Regions from separate parts of the Mus musculus genome. Here region 2 is linked to region 1. A link is a contact called in public HiChIP or PLAC-seq data. All regions are on one chromosome and are shown on one strand. Each heading gives the region's core, a stretch centred on a gene start, on an enhancer-like site or on the middle of the called end of the contact. The rest is flanking DNA. Distances are from core to core; before and after follow the strand shown.

Region 1 (3,604 bases), core at 741-3,240:
GCTGGGTTGTGTAATACAGCACTAATGCAAAGGATAAAAGAACATGATCCACTATCCCTGGACCAATCCCTGCATTTCCTCTGTCACTACTACACCTTTCCACACTGTCATGCTGTCAGGTGCCAGGATGCATCATGAACGTGGCAAGCACTGTTTGGTACTACACCTGGCATCTCTCTGCAGGCCCCTTCACATGCTCAGCTGCCATGTGAAGAGTGGAATGGCATGTGATGCTGGGGAAGGCTCACTAACGCTGCAGACCCTCCCCAGCAGCGGGCCGGTCCTTGCCCAGCAAAGTCCATACAAAGCTTGGACTCGCTTCTGACATCCTGGGCTCTGCTTTGTCACTTTAAGTGTCTTGGCTTAGGAGAAGTAAAGTTGTCTTAATGAAAAATATTTCCTCCAAGTTCAAGTAAGAAAAAAGGCAAAGCTGTCCACCCAGCACAGTCTTTAACATTTGGGCGTTTCCATTTTGCAAGAAGTACTCAACAGAAGGCGTGCTTTCTTTTATGAGAATCCCGAGTGACAGCTTCACTGTGGAGGGCTGTGAAGCCATTTTCTGTGAGTTGAGCTTTCAGCACGGGTGAAGGGTGTACCTGATGGTCATCTGATACGTCACTGCTTCTCCTGAGTAGCATCAGCTTAAAGTCAGACTAAAGGCAGTGCAGTGAAGAGCAATAGACGGGTGGTTCCTGCAAGCACTGCTGGCTTACATAGATCTCTGCTAGAGCGCAGAATGTTGCTCCCATCCCTTAGAAGTCAGATCTGGAGGCCTGCTGCAACTTCATGATTTCCACTACACCCTATGGAATAGAGACTGTTGACACGGCCTTCTCAGGCGTCTCTGCACTCTTGCTGGTAGTGGCCACAGATAGCCCCAGCTGGCGGTTAGGCTGCTTTTGTTGTGCACATTTGCTGTGATGACTGGGCGTTTGTGCATCCCTCTACTTCCTGTAACTTATTTTACTGTCACCATCCCTGAGAGTGTCATACTACTCAGAAAATTGTCAAACATCCGTCCATTAGAGGAGAAGCACTCCTCTAACTGTGGTAAAGCTTCCTCGATATTACTAAATAAGTCTCTGGGGATTTAATCCTCTTGCCATTCCTTCCTCTTTTCTTCTCTCCTTTCCTCCTCTTCTTCCCCTTTGTTTGTGATGCTGGGTATTTGTGTGGTCCTGTGCATGTGACGCTGTCACCTACCACAGAACTCTATCCCAGCCCAGCTTTGATCCCTTTTGTGTCGGAATAGGGAGCCTTGCACATGCCAGGTAACTGAGCTACATTCCAAACCCTTTCTTTATTTTGAGACAGTCTTGCTAAATTAACCAGGTTGGTCTTGAACTCATACAGTCTTAATTTCTTTATAAAGTTTTTAGGTTGGTGGCTAGGCAAAAGTTGGCAATTCCTCAACTCATAACATTTTCACCATATCCTACCCAAAGGCCGCAGCAGTGAATACAGAGTGAGAAACACTTCCTCGTGATCGCAAGCAGTGGAGGAAGAGAAGCAGAGGGGAGGCACTCCCTGAGCATGCCCACCCTGTCCGTCCTGCGTGTTCTCACTGGGGATGGACAGGATCTATATACTTTTAAGATGCCTTAAAAGAAGAGGATCCTTTGATGACTCTTTCCAGAAACTGAAGTGTTTATAGTGCTATGGTTTGCAGAAGGAGATGCTGAAAGAACCGCCAGCTTTGTTATCAGGAGCAGAACAGGGCAGCTTGACAGCCACTACATAGAAGAGCCCAGCTCCAAACACCAGGAGCCTTTACAGTCTGCCAGTTCAAGATCTACTCAGCAAGTCTGAACTCTGCTGCTCACTGCAAGCATAGCTCACATAAACCATTTGCCATACAGCGTTCTCATGTCAACAGGTGTGGTATGAGAACAAATAATGCCTTCCTGATTTCCAGGGTGAACGGTTCCAAAGTGAACAGCTCTGACTGGTGTGTGACTCACACTTCATTCCGAGTGGGGAAAGGGTGGTAACATCTGGATTCTGGATGTGGGCTGTAGTGTTTGCTGTTTCTCGTCTTATTCTACATGGAGGCAGGCCTGAGTTCTGTGCTCACATAATGAGGAGCCATACAGAACATAACTTCCATGACAGCAGAGAGCCCTAGCAGCACAGCACAGGCTAGATGCAGGACAGCAGGTACAGTTTCAGTTTGGTCCAAATTCTAGAGAGCAAACAAATGCTTTCACAAGGTAAAACAGTAGGGAAGGAAGGCAGGAAGTCCCGTGTTTCTGCTGCTGGCACAGCTTCAGAGAAGAGTCACAACAAAGTCATGACCAGGACCAGGCCTTGCTTTCTCAGGTACCTGCCTCCTTCAAATGAAGATTTGCAAATCAAAGCACCATAGCCTGCTGCTAGAGTCTGCTGCCAGCCAGGGTGGGCAACTAAACCTGGCCTTGACTTTGTCCGAAATGAAGGAGAAAGTGGACAAAATTCCAAACCTTGCAAAATAACTTTCAGAAAAGGTGAAACCAGCTACTTTTCAGACAATAAAATTTTAAAATAATTCATTGGTAGCAGATCTGCAGGCAGCCAGCTGTGGACTACCAAATGAAAAATCTTTATCTCTACAAAACAGTGTCCAGTGCTCAGAGGAGCAGCGTGAGCAAAGGTTCTCAACCTTGATGCAAGGCTCTTAAAAGATTTGGTGCTGCTGTCGGGACCAAAAGCAAACGGTGCACTGCTTTAGTAGGCATGAACAAGAACACAAGACTTGGAAGAGAAAATCAAATCACATTGTTCTGACATTCTTAACCTAGCTAACACCTGCAAACAGCTCAGGGCTGAGTCAAGAGAACCCCAAGTTCAAGGCCAGTCAGAGCTTCAGAATGAGACCTTGTCTCAGAAACACTAAAACAAGACAGATAACAAAAACAGGAGAAACAATATTATTTTCCTATATGAGAAATGGTATATAATGTTGGTGATAGACTATAATAAGTTGAAAATAAATTATTACAGGGCTAGAGAAATGGCCCAGAGGTTAAGAGCATCGGCAGAAGACCTGTCATGGGTTCAAGTCTGAGAGCCCACTTGGAACTCCAGGGGACATGACACCCTCTTCTGGTCTCTGTAGGCACCAAGCATGCATGTGGTGGACAGACATACATACAGGCAAAATGCCCATACAGATAAGCACCACTGTCTTTATAAACAGAATATAGTGTAGTGGCTGGGAAGATGGCTTAGTGCCTAAGAACACTCGCTGAGCAAGTATGTGAACCTGAGCGTACATCTCTAGCAGTCACAGAAGCAGCTGTCGTGGCTGTGCGCAACTGCAACCCTGGCACTGTGGGGACAGAGGTAGGAGGATTACTAGTCACTACATGCTCTAGTGAATAAGCCCAGCAGGACACTGAACAGCCTCCTCTATCCTCCACACAGAAACACAGCCCCCACTCCCCCCCCCACACACACACTATAAACCCTGAAGCAGCTAACAAGGTCGGAGACACTGTATGGAGAGAGTGGAGTCGAGTGCTGCTCTGTTTACCACATTCAATAAAATCCAGGCATGCACCCATTATACACTGCCTGTTCACAGACATTGAAGGATAGAAGTATTTACATCTCAGAATCAAGGAAA
Region 2 (3,604 bases), core at 466-2,965, 290 kb before region 1:
CCTCTAAAAGTCTGTCAATGACTCAAGTCTCATTTCCTTGTAAAGCAAGGTCTTGGCTCTGCCAGGGTCTCACAGTGACCAAGGGTGTCCACCCTGTGAGTAAACCTCTCTCTCTCCGACCTGTTTAGTATTGCGTGCAGACCTATAAGCTGTCTCCTGGTATCTTTGCTCTCGGGCAGGCATCCCTCTGTGCACTAGACAGTGTCTCTCCAGTTCTGACTGAGAGTCTACCCACCGGGCTCAAGTCATGCCTAGGTTCTACACTCTACCACATTGTCTGTCACCTGGTTCAGTATCGTCTGAGTGCTGCCGTATCGGTTTGTAGTGATGTCGTCATACGGGACTTTTAGATAGGATCTAGTCATCTGGTCAAACATGCAGCAGAGAGAGAAGCATAAGAGGGCTTCAAAGAATTCCAGGAAAACCAGCTGCAATGACAAGAAGCACAGGGAGGCCTCGTTTATTCCGACACGCTGGAGTGGATCAGGAAGTGATTGGTGATTTCCGATTCATTTATTAGTCCTGTATAGGGGCTACACGAGTGTCTGGGGGGGGGGGCAGAGGCCATCTCCGAGTGTCTTCCTCTATTGCGCCCCACCTCGGCTTTTGAGATGGTGTTTCTCACTCGCTTGGGGTTCACTGATTTAGCCGCACTGGTTGACCCTCCTGTCCCCACCTCCCCAGCACTGGTTTTATGGGTGAGCACCGCCACAGCTGACTTTCTTCACGGGTTCTAGGGAGCAAACTCAGGTCCCCATGCTTGCAGGGCAAGCACTTTACCAGCTGAGCCACCTCCCCAGCCCCTTTCTAGTGTAATCCCCGATTCCTGAAAGGGCAGCTGTGTACATCTGTACATCCCCCTGGGTTTCTGTATGTGTAAATCATGTACGTTAGAGACGCGCGGCTTAAACTGGATCTGCACTGTTCCCAGCAACACTTTACAAACCTCAAGCTCGAAGTTGCTGTCAGTTCCATCGTACACGAAAGGGTTGTCCTCCGCTATCACAGTCATGAATTTGGTCGCAGTTAGGTCTTTATTTATCATCCTAAAGTCCTGTAGAAAGGTAACACCAACATAGATGCCTGTAATTATACATGGGCATATATTCTGATGTTAATGGCAGCGACTGACTGAACACCTTAAGGAAATGTATCAGAAATCAGTACCTTAAAAACTTACTATTTTAGAGCTATAATCCCAGTGCTGAGGGGGATTGCAAGTTTGAGGCCAGCCTGGGACACACATTGAGACCCTTCTTTAGATAAGAATCACCGAACGGCTGGCAAGCTGGCTCTGTCAGTAACATGTTTGCTCTGCAAGAGTGAGGACCTGAGTTCTGTCCCTACTGTTGGTGTGAAAAAGCCATCAGCACAGCCAACACCTATGGTCCCAGCACAACCCAAGTGGAGGAGGGTAGATCCCTCAGCCTTGCTGGCCAGCACCCATAGGAAGTGGCTCACAATCACTTGTGACTCCAGAGGATCCCATGTCTTGTGACCCTCAAGGGTGCCTGCACACATGTGCACATACACACAGGCACACACGTATATACACAAATTTAAATTTTTTCAAATTAATATAAAAGAAATGAGAGAGAAAGTTATTGTACTGTCTCTAGTGAAACAGCGGCTGTTAACTAACCGCTGAGGAGTGACCCCTGGGGCTGCGAAGGCCACAAGTGAAGGTCCTGGGAAGCAGAGCATTGGGTTGATGCCAGGTGAGCCACTGGTGAGTCACCGTCATTAAAAGGAAAGAGTGGCAAAGGCAGTGACCACCTGTGGCTGTGCAGAACACAAAACACCCGGATCAGTCATGTCTGTTTCTAACCGGTGCTTTCCTGGACTTGTGAGGAAAGGACATAGCCTGACATGAGGACGCAGCCGGTGAAAACCAGCATGCCCGACCTCTGTAAAGACAAATGAGTTATTTCCTCAGTAAGAAATGAGGGTGAGGAAGGAAGGGGACACTTGTGTGATATTCCACCTCCAAACCACATATTTTAAACACGTCTCCCTACATTTAGACACTAGGTTTCTCTCTCTCTCTCTCTCTCTCTCACACACACACACACACACACAATTCTGTTAAATTATTAAATACTCTTGTCTTAGTCAGGGTTTTCTATTCCTGCATGAACATCATGGGGAGGAAAGGATTTATTTAGCTTACACTTCCACACTGCTGTTCATCAACAAAGGAAGTCAGGACTGGAACTCAGGCAGGTCAGGAAGCAGGAGCTGATGCAGAGCCATGGAGGGATGTGACTTACTGGCTTGCTCAGTTTGCTTTCTTATAGAACCCAAGATTACCAGCCCAGAGATGGCACCACCCATAATGGGCCCTTCCCTCATTGATCACTAATTGAGAAAATGCCTTACAGCTGGATCTCCTGGAGGCATTTCCTCAAGGGAGGCTCCTTTCTCTGTGATAACTCCAGCTTGTGTCAAGTTGACACACAAAACCATACATTACAACTCTCTCATTAATATTTAAGTATAAATTAAATATATTATGGGCCGGGCGGTGGTGGCACACGCCTTTAATCCCAGCACTTGGGAGGCAGAGGCAGGCAGATTTCTGAGTTCGAGGCTAGCCTGGTCTACAGAGTGAGTTCTAAGACAGCCAGGGCTACAACAGAGAAACCCTGTCTCGAAAAACCAAAAGAAAAAAAAAAAAAAAAAAGAACCTGCTGATTGTTTTTTCAAACTAACAACATTGGTTCTTTGAAACAGGATCTTACTAGCTCTTGGCTGACCTTGAACAGCTGACCCTCCTGCCTTAGCCTCTCAAGTGCTGGGACTACAGGAACTTAACACCATACTTGACTTCCAAACTAAGACATTTTAAACATACTGCCTGCTGAGCAACACTTTTTATGTGTTTCCCCGTGCTGGGAACCCGAGGCAAGTGTTCCCCTGTAGTGCAGTCCTGACCCGCTGAAAATATGTTTGTATTTGGAAAGATATTTCTTTTCTTTTATGTGTATGAGTGTTTTGCCTGAATGACTGTATGCACCATATTCATGCCTGATGCCCCGGGGGAGTTCAAGAGAAGCCATCAGACCCCTTGCAACTGGAGTTAGAGATGATTGTGAGCTGCCGTGTTGGTTCTGAGACCTGAACTCGGGTCCTTGGCAAAAGCAACAAGTGCTGTCTACCACCAGGACATCTTTCCAGCCTTCGAGATATATTTTTTAATGATTTTTAGGGATGACAAGATGGCCGAGGTGGCAAATGCAGTTGCCACCATGCCTGACAACACACACACACACACACACACACACACACACCTTGAATCAATATTAAATGCAAATGTAATATAAACACTTTTAAAGTCTCTTTATGGCTTCCTCTCAGTGGCCACATGTGCATAAGATGATGATGGTGGGCTTCAGCCTTCCATCCCCGTTCTGTCACGTGTCACGCCTCTTGCTTTCACAGACTGTCTCCTGTGAAAGCATCTGGGGCCCACGAAAGGTCACCCCCATCTTCACCTCCTTAATTATGTAGCACTGATCTCTTTTCATTAAAGTCACAGTGCCCGTCAACATGAAGGCAATCTCTATCCTAAGAGATACGAAGCTTACTTTCAGCATCCAGAGGA

Evidence for each region. HiChIP or PLAC-seq counts read pairs in DNA pulled down with a chosen protein or histone mark.
Region 2: a FOXA1 HiChIP or PLAC-seq map of pancreatic cancer cells shows a contact between it and region 1. The contact joins two enhancer-like sites. A contact is called at or near these places in 3 of 39 promoter capture datasets (liver, pre-B cells and stem cell-derived epiblast-like cells), 1 of 484 Hi-C or Micro-C datasets (nephron progenitors) and 1 of 115 datasets of contacts at active chromatin or transcription factors (pancreatic cancer cells).

What each region holds. Positions count from the first base shown.
Region 1 is chr5:143,677,222-143,680,825 of GRCm38.p6, reverse strand. All of the region lies in intron 1 of Cyth3 (cytohesin 3), which reads right to left. Among named protein-coding and RNA genes, the nearest start is that of Usp42, 53 kb to the left of the region's middle. Within about 2 kb of position 1,990, at least 83 of the 459 cell types and tissues checked have an H3K27ac peak or open chromatin away from gene starts, as enhancers often do. A contact at or near this core is called in pancreatic cancer cells, where this site is marked.
Region 2 is chr5:143,963,927-143,967,530 of GRCm38.p6, reverse strand. The region is part of intron 2 of Gm17135 (a long non-coding RNA gene); the gene reads left to right. It also overlaps a transcript of Pms2 not described here. Among named protein-coding and RNA genes, the nearest start is that of Gm17135, 15 kb to the left of the region's middle. Within about 2 kb of position 1,715, at least 5 of the 459 cell types and tissues checked have an H3K27ac peak or open chromatin away from gene starts, as enhancers often do. A contact at or near this core is called in pancreatic cancer cells, where this site is marked.